2 separate regions of the Mus musculus genome follow, and region 1 is linked to region 2. Evidence: chromatin contacts called from public promoter capture Hi-C data. All regions are on one chromosome and are shown on one strand. The core of a region is the stretch at or near the end of the contact, and the rest is flanking DNA. Distances in the headings are between cores, read along the strand shown. Region 1 holds the start of Dnajc15 (DnaJ heat shock protein family (Hsp40) member C15). Region 2 overlaps Enox1 (ecto-NOX disulfide-thiol exchanger 1).

The links. Promoter capture Hi-C pulls out the DNA fragments that hold promoters and counts their contacts.
Region 1: a promoter capture Hi-C map of liver shows a contact between it and region 2, with 2.8 times the contacts expected there. The contact joins the promoter of Dnajc15 here to the enhancer-like site in region 2. A contact is called at or near these places in 3 of 39 promoter capture datasets (cranial neural crest, hippocampal neurons and liver) and 2 of 115 datasets of contacts at active chromatin or transcription factors (both in embryonic stem cells).

What each region holds. Positions count from the first base shown.
Region 1 is chr14:77,873,076-77,876,246 of GRCm38.p6, forward strand. It overlaps Dnajc15 (DnaJ heat shock protein family (Hsp40) member C15), which reads right to left and starts at 1,842. Exons shown (of 6, transcript NM_025384.3): 1 at 1,723-1,842. The coding sequence starts at 1,824.
Region 2 is chr14:77,271,360-77,274,678 of GRCm38.p6, forward strand. The region is part of intron 2 of Enox1 (ecto-NOX disulfide-thiol exchanger 1); the gene reads left to right. Among named protein-coding and RNA genes, the nearest start is that of Gm41217, 98 kb to the right of the region's middle. Within about 2 kb of position 1,407, at least 16 of the 459 cell types and tissues checked have an H3K27ac peak or open chromatin away from gene starts, as enhancers often do.

The sequences.
Region 1 (3,171 bases), core at 592-3,091, 600 kb after region 2:
TAATTTCTAATAAATGTCTAATAAAAATCACTCTTTTTCTTCCGTTTTTGTTTTTCAAGAAACTGTGTCTCTGTGTAGTCCTTGCTGTCTTAGATCTGGATCTGTACTCAAGATGACCTCGAACTCACAGAGAGCCTCTCAAGGGCTGAGGGCTTACACCATCTGCTCACTGTCTAATTCTTTTCTCTTTCTTTCCTTCCCCCTCCCCCTTTTTTTTTTCTTCTTCTGAGACAGGGTTTCTCTGTGTAGTCTTGGCTGTCCTGGAATTGGCTCTGTCAACCAGGCTGATCCTTCTCAAGGCCAAGTTTTCCTTTCCTAACACCCTTTTGTCAGTTTCCCATTATTTTCAGTTACCTAAAGTCATTACTAATAATCTTGTCGTCTACCTCACTGTTTGATTTAGACCAGGTATTCTCAACACAGTCAACATCGATCCCTCAGGGACAATCTGAAAACGCTGTGAAGCCCTTTTGAGCTTCCACAGTAGTTTGCCTAAGAGGAAGAGTACTTTGTGGATGGTCGACTCCCGATTTCAAAAGTCCTATCATGTGCAAGGCTGGCCAACCAGGAATAAAAAACCATCCCTAACTCTCCAAGTGTTACAAGATGCCAGTGACATTAAATGGTGAATAACCAGTTTCTGGCCATCTTTGTTTTGTTAAGAACTTTCAACCATTTATACTTCTACTCTGTTTTAGTACAGGCTTAATTTTCCATAAGTGAACTTACCCTACAAAGTGAGGAGACATTTCTAACAATTTACCTCAGAGTGTTTGCTTTTTTGGGAAAAAAAAAATTTTTTTAAATAACAACAGGATGCCAATATCTGATAGGCCAGGAAGTAAGAAGGCTGAAGCAGGAGAATCGTAAGCTCCAGGCCAGCGTAGGAAATACAGTGAGTCCTTTTAAAAAATAAAATCCTGCCGGCTTGGCATTTGTAGCTGTCCCATGTACAACTGCTGCAATGCGAGGGCAATATGATCACTTCATTGCAGCCTGTAATATAATAAATAACGTGAAGGCATTTACAAATTCAAACAGCTACTTATTACTAAGAAGATATTTACTTCACCGTTACGTTTCAATTTGACTATTATATTGATTTTTAGAAACTTTAATTTCATGTCAGGATATCACAAGAAAGTTGGTTTTTTTTTTTGTTTTGTTTTGTTTTTGTTTTTGTTTCTGTTATAGAAAGGACAGTGGCGTGAACTGGTGAAGACTCCCACAATTTAGCATTCCTGAGGCTGGCTGTTAAAGAGACCTCCTAAGTTATGTCCTGAATTCTAGACTCTCCTACAGATGTGAACGAGCGGGGTGACTCGGTCAGTGGAGGTGATGGCTGACTTGAGTTCGATCTTCAGGAACCACAAGGTGGAAGGAAAGAAGCCGCCTCAATAAATCGCAAGCATTTTCTGCCCGGATCTAGGCTGAGTTGCTCCAGACTTGGGGGTGCTAGAGGTCCCAACTGTTCTCACGCAGCTTCGCGCCCTGGTTCTTAACTACTTTTCCCCAAGGGAGGCTCCTGGCTCCACCGGGCCCCCTCTGCCCAGGGGGAACCCATGGGTCTCTTCACTGGATAACCGTGGGCCTGTTCTGTGGTCCGTGACACTTTGAGGAGACAGCCAGGTACCACGCCGGGCACAGGCAGCCGGGCAAGGGGGTGGGAGTGGGAGGTCTTGGGGTTTAGGGGTGCAGGTCAGTGGCGGCCGGCAGACTCACCGCTGTGTGGTCGATGTCGGCGTCCGACCTTTGGGCAGAAGGAGGCAGGTATTCGGCGTAGCGCAGCCCCTCTCTGGAGGTCACGCCGCCACCGGTAGCCATGGCACTGCAGGACTCCGAGGACGCACTGAGTTGTCTACGGGGCGTCCGCGGGGACAAATTAGTGCGGACCGGTTAAGTTCGCGCTCTGAGTAGGTGTTCAGTTTTATTAGTGGAGACCTGGCTGCAGAGAATCTGGTTCTCATTCCATCTCCGATAAACTGACCCTGTCAAAGCCCGGGGTCAGACCCTTACAGAGCCTTGTTTGTTTGTTTGTGCCACCCTCCACTATAACAACCAAGCCTGAAGAGGCGGGGCCTTCTTAGGTCTACCTTGAGTTTCCTCTAAAACCAGGCAGGGAGAGATTCCAAAGTACCGCGATGGTGCCTGGGAATAGAAACAAGGCCAGGGAGGGCTTCCTTGCTTGACCTTCCCAACTAGAAATGAATGTGATTTCACATGTTAGTGAAATCACTGGGAAGATACTGATGATCCACTAACTTGCGCTCACAGCAAATGATTTTGACTAATTTGAATACATAAAGACTTAACTTCATTATTAATGTTTAGGTCAAGCTTTCTCGAACAGATATTAGGCAATAACTGAAGCTAATACGCTTTCTAACCCCTGTACCAAGTTGGCTGCTGTTTTACCCTTTATACACTTTGCAATCCAGCCTACAAGAAGGTTTTTTTTTGTTTTGGGGTTTGGTTTTTTTGTTTTGTTTTGTTTTTTTACATTAAAAGTTGTAAGAACCTAGCTGGGCGTGATGGCGCACGCCTTTAATCCCAGCACCCAGGAGGCAGAGGCAGGCAGATTTCTGAGTTCGAGGCCAGCCTGGTCTACAAAGTGAGTTCCAGGACAGCCAGAGCTATACAGAGAAACCCTATCTTGAAAAACAAAACAAAACAAACCATACAAACAAACAAACAAAAAACCAGTTGTAAGAACCTATTAATTTATCCATATATTATTATTCTCATGCTTAGGGCCTGAAGGAATTTAGAATCAGGAAGGAAAGATTACATTAAACACCATGCTAGTACCATATACTAAAAGCACGAGCAAGCATGCTAGATTAGCTACAAATGAAAGCAAAATCAGTGTCAGAGTTCACAGAGAGAAACGAGAACAGCCACAAAGGCTTCCTTGGAGGCTCAGCCACTGATGTGGTCAGTAGGGAGCATGGGGTTTGTTTTAGTTAGAAGAAGAAAGGGGTCACAAATTCCACATGGAAATAAACACCAAGAATTGAGCCGGTGATATGTAATAATGTGTTAAAAATACTTCAGAACTCTTCAGAAACACGGCTTTATTACATAAATTACTTTATTAAGCCAATCCACAATTATTCGTGATCAAACCAAATGAATTGGATTGAAGCCTACATATCATGCATTCATCATCCA
Region 2 (3,319 bases), core at 157-2,656:
ATGGTAGACCATATCTAGATATGAAAGGTCAGATCCAGGCTCAGGGTTCCTGAATGCCTACCCCGTGGGCCCATTGGAACCACTTCCGTGCAGGCATTTCGAGCCCACGGGAGTTTCCATGGTCCTCGGGGTGAAGATGAGGATGAGTCTGCCCCATGGCAAGTCTTGGTTCCAACAGAATTGGATTTCGAAGCTGGGGAAGGTAGTGCAGTGTGAAATGGTACTACAGATTCATGTTAGCCTCTTCCCTACCAATGTGTGTCTTTAGGAAGTTGGTAAATCATACTATAGTTATTTATGGTGCATGTGATGTGTCCCACCAAATGACACCGAAGAATGCACAGCTTCATCTGGCCTCCACAGCTGCTTTCTTCAAGACTTTACTGCCGTTGGTTTATGGGCTTCCGTAGCGTTCCTTGCGCACTTCCCTTGTTTGGTTGGTTGAAATGTCTAGAAGGCTTCCTTAAAGTGAAAACAGTCAAATTTGCTTTAGTGATGCCATCAGGGTGCTGGTGGGATTGCCCTGTGTGGCTGCATGCAGAGCGGGGTAAGTAGGTACAGGCTGGTTATTAGTCTGACAAGCTGGGTGGTGAAGGACCGCACTGGGCACTACTGAGGCAGCAAGGTTCTAGCAGTTCTCCTTTTAATAACTAAGTCACTTCCTGTGGGCCTTGGTACTCCTCTCTTATGGAAATAGCCCAGCAACAAAACTCTAGGCCCCTCTAGCATTTAAACCCCAGCTGTCTTTATGGTCCAGTCTTTGCTACTGTTCTGCATTCTTCAGTTTCACTGATCTAAGTTGTGAGAACTTGGACATAGGACAGTCAAGGGATACTAATATTTGTTGATAGCTCAGATTTTAAAAACTGAGTATTTTTTATATTTTTTATATATTTTATATTTTATATATTTTTTATATTTTATATATATTATATTCATTTAGTTAATGTTTAATTTGGTGGAGTTTAAAACACGAACCTCTTAAAGGCTATTTATTGTATTACAGAAAGTATCCTAATTTAAACAGGTGTTTTGTTTCGGGGTAGGGCCTCTCATGTAGCCCTGGCTGGTCTTGCACTTGCTGAGTAGGACAGGCTGGTGCTGTAGACAGAACGAGTGCTTTGGCTTCCTGACAGGCTTCCAGCTGTCAGGCACACATCATATTTTGCGTCAAGTTTTTAATCAAAGCTTCTTATGAAAAATTTTGCTCATAAATACGTTAAAAATGGGAACCAAAGCAGGTACTTTTTGTGGGTTCGTCTCTCTCCCATGCACCCTCTTTGTTTCATTTAAAAATCTATGAACTAAGTGATGCTGAGCTGGAAAATTAAAAACGGAGGAGAAGAGCAGCGGAGGGCTTCTCGCAGGGAGCTCAGACAGCTCAGAAGTTTGCCAGTCTCCTCCATCTCTTGCTCTTTCTTGCGTGTAGCTAGCACAAGGGTTTGTCCAGTTCCTGGAATTCGTGTTTTACAGACTCCCTTGCCACTCTCCCCTTTCCACATCTCCTCCTCCTCTTCTTGACTCTTTCGAGGCTTTTCTCACTCCCCCTTTCCCCTGCTTTATTCATTCACTTACGCACTGCCTTTCTGTCATGTACCAAAAATTGCTCTGGGAGAAAATGTTAAGCACGCTACCATTCAGACGACGACGGGCAGTCACACAAGAGACGCCGATGTTATGCAGCCATATACAACACATGTTTTCCAGACAGGACGCAGGCCAGTGAAACTGGCTTGAGGGAGTTAGGGAATGTTTTTATAGAGAAGACCATAAAGGAGTGGAGATTGGAAGAATGGAAAGATGCTGCCACGTGGATGAGCATCGTGGAATAAAAACATTCCAGAGGCGAGGAGGTGGATCTGCAGGGAGCGGGGTGGGGGTGGGGGGGTGGGGGGTGGGGGGGATGCTGCCTGTTGTTAGGATATCCCTGGAGCTTACAGAGGGGAGGGCAATGGATGAGGCTCTATAGGATGCTGGAAATCAGATCTTGCCAGGTCCTTTAAACACAGAGATGAGCCTGCCTGCTTATCTCATGATGTACATGGCGGTTGCTTTCCATGCATCCTGCACATTGCAAGAGACTAACAGTTTATAAGGGCATATGTCTTCTTTCTTTATAACCCTCAATCCACTGTTCCCAAAGGTAACCCAGGCTGCCACCTCTCACTGTTAGTCCCTCTATTAAGTCCTGTGCTCAGGGAGACTTGCTGTTTCCCATAGAGCGCTTCCTATATTAGTCCCTCAGCTTCCATTTTCAAAATCTCCCTGTCCTTTGAGACTTCCCATCATTTCTATTTTGTTTTATGGAGACTTTACTCCTGAGTGATTATTCTTTTTTTACCCCTTCTGAATTAAAGGATAACTTTCGACGACATCTCCATCAAAATTTTCACATGCTTCTTTGAGTCACATGCTATTTTTACAAATGCACAGTAAGATACCCCCATGCCAAGGGGTGGGGTGGGGGTTGATATCTTCTGTGGAGACTGTCTATGTTGAAACAGCAGCTTCTTGTGTCTAACAGACAGTGCACTGATGCCTGCTCAGAGAACGGAGGGAAACGGAGTTCCTGTAATTTGTGAGACTGTTACCATGATTGATTAGCTGTCATGGGGAAGATGCAGCGGTTAATGTACTATCCATATGCAGCTCTTGCAGGAAGAATAACTGTCAGTGGAGGCAGAAGGGCTGCATTGAACAAAAGGCAGGCGTAAGTGCAGAAAGGATTGTGGGTTTAAGTGGAAATCAGATGAATTTCCCCAAGGTTTAGACACAGGAAGAGGATGCTCAGCTATTAAGCCGCACATAATTGTCTCTGACACGGAGTAACAAATGACTCCACAGGTAAAAGCACCTATATTGAATTAAAAGTATAATATGAAATGATCTCTGGAAAACTTGATTCAGTTTGAGCCTTCTCAGTTGCAGACCTGGAGACAATCACAAACTCAAAAAATGTATTTATGATGCTGTGTTGCCCCTGAGCTCAAAAGACCATAATCCTATTATGTGAGATTTTTGAAAAAGGGTAAACATGAATAACTGCAGAGAGATATTGATTAGAGAAGTAATATGAACAGGACTAATGGAATTAAAGTAATTGAGGCAATATTGGGCCTAATGGACCTTGCTCCCTTAGTGCCTTTCTTCCGCTTTCACATTGAGTTGGCTCCAAAGTCGATGGGACTGTGCGCATTGGAAAAAGATGTGATGGGAGAATGAACGTTGCTGTCTATAAAAAAAGATCAATGTGTTGTTCTTAAGGAAGAGCATCGGTCACTCCGTGAAATCAACTAGCTGGAATTTTTTATTCATTTTG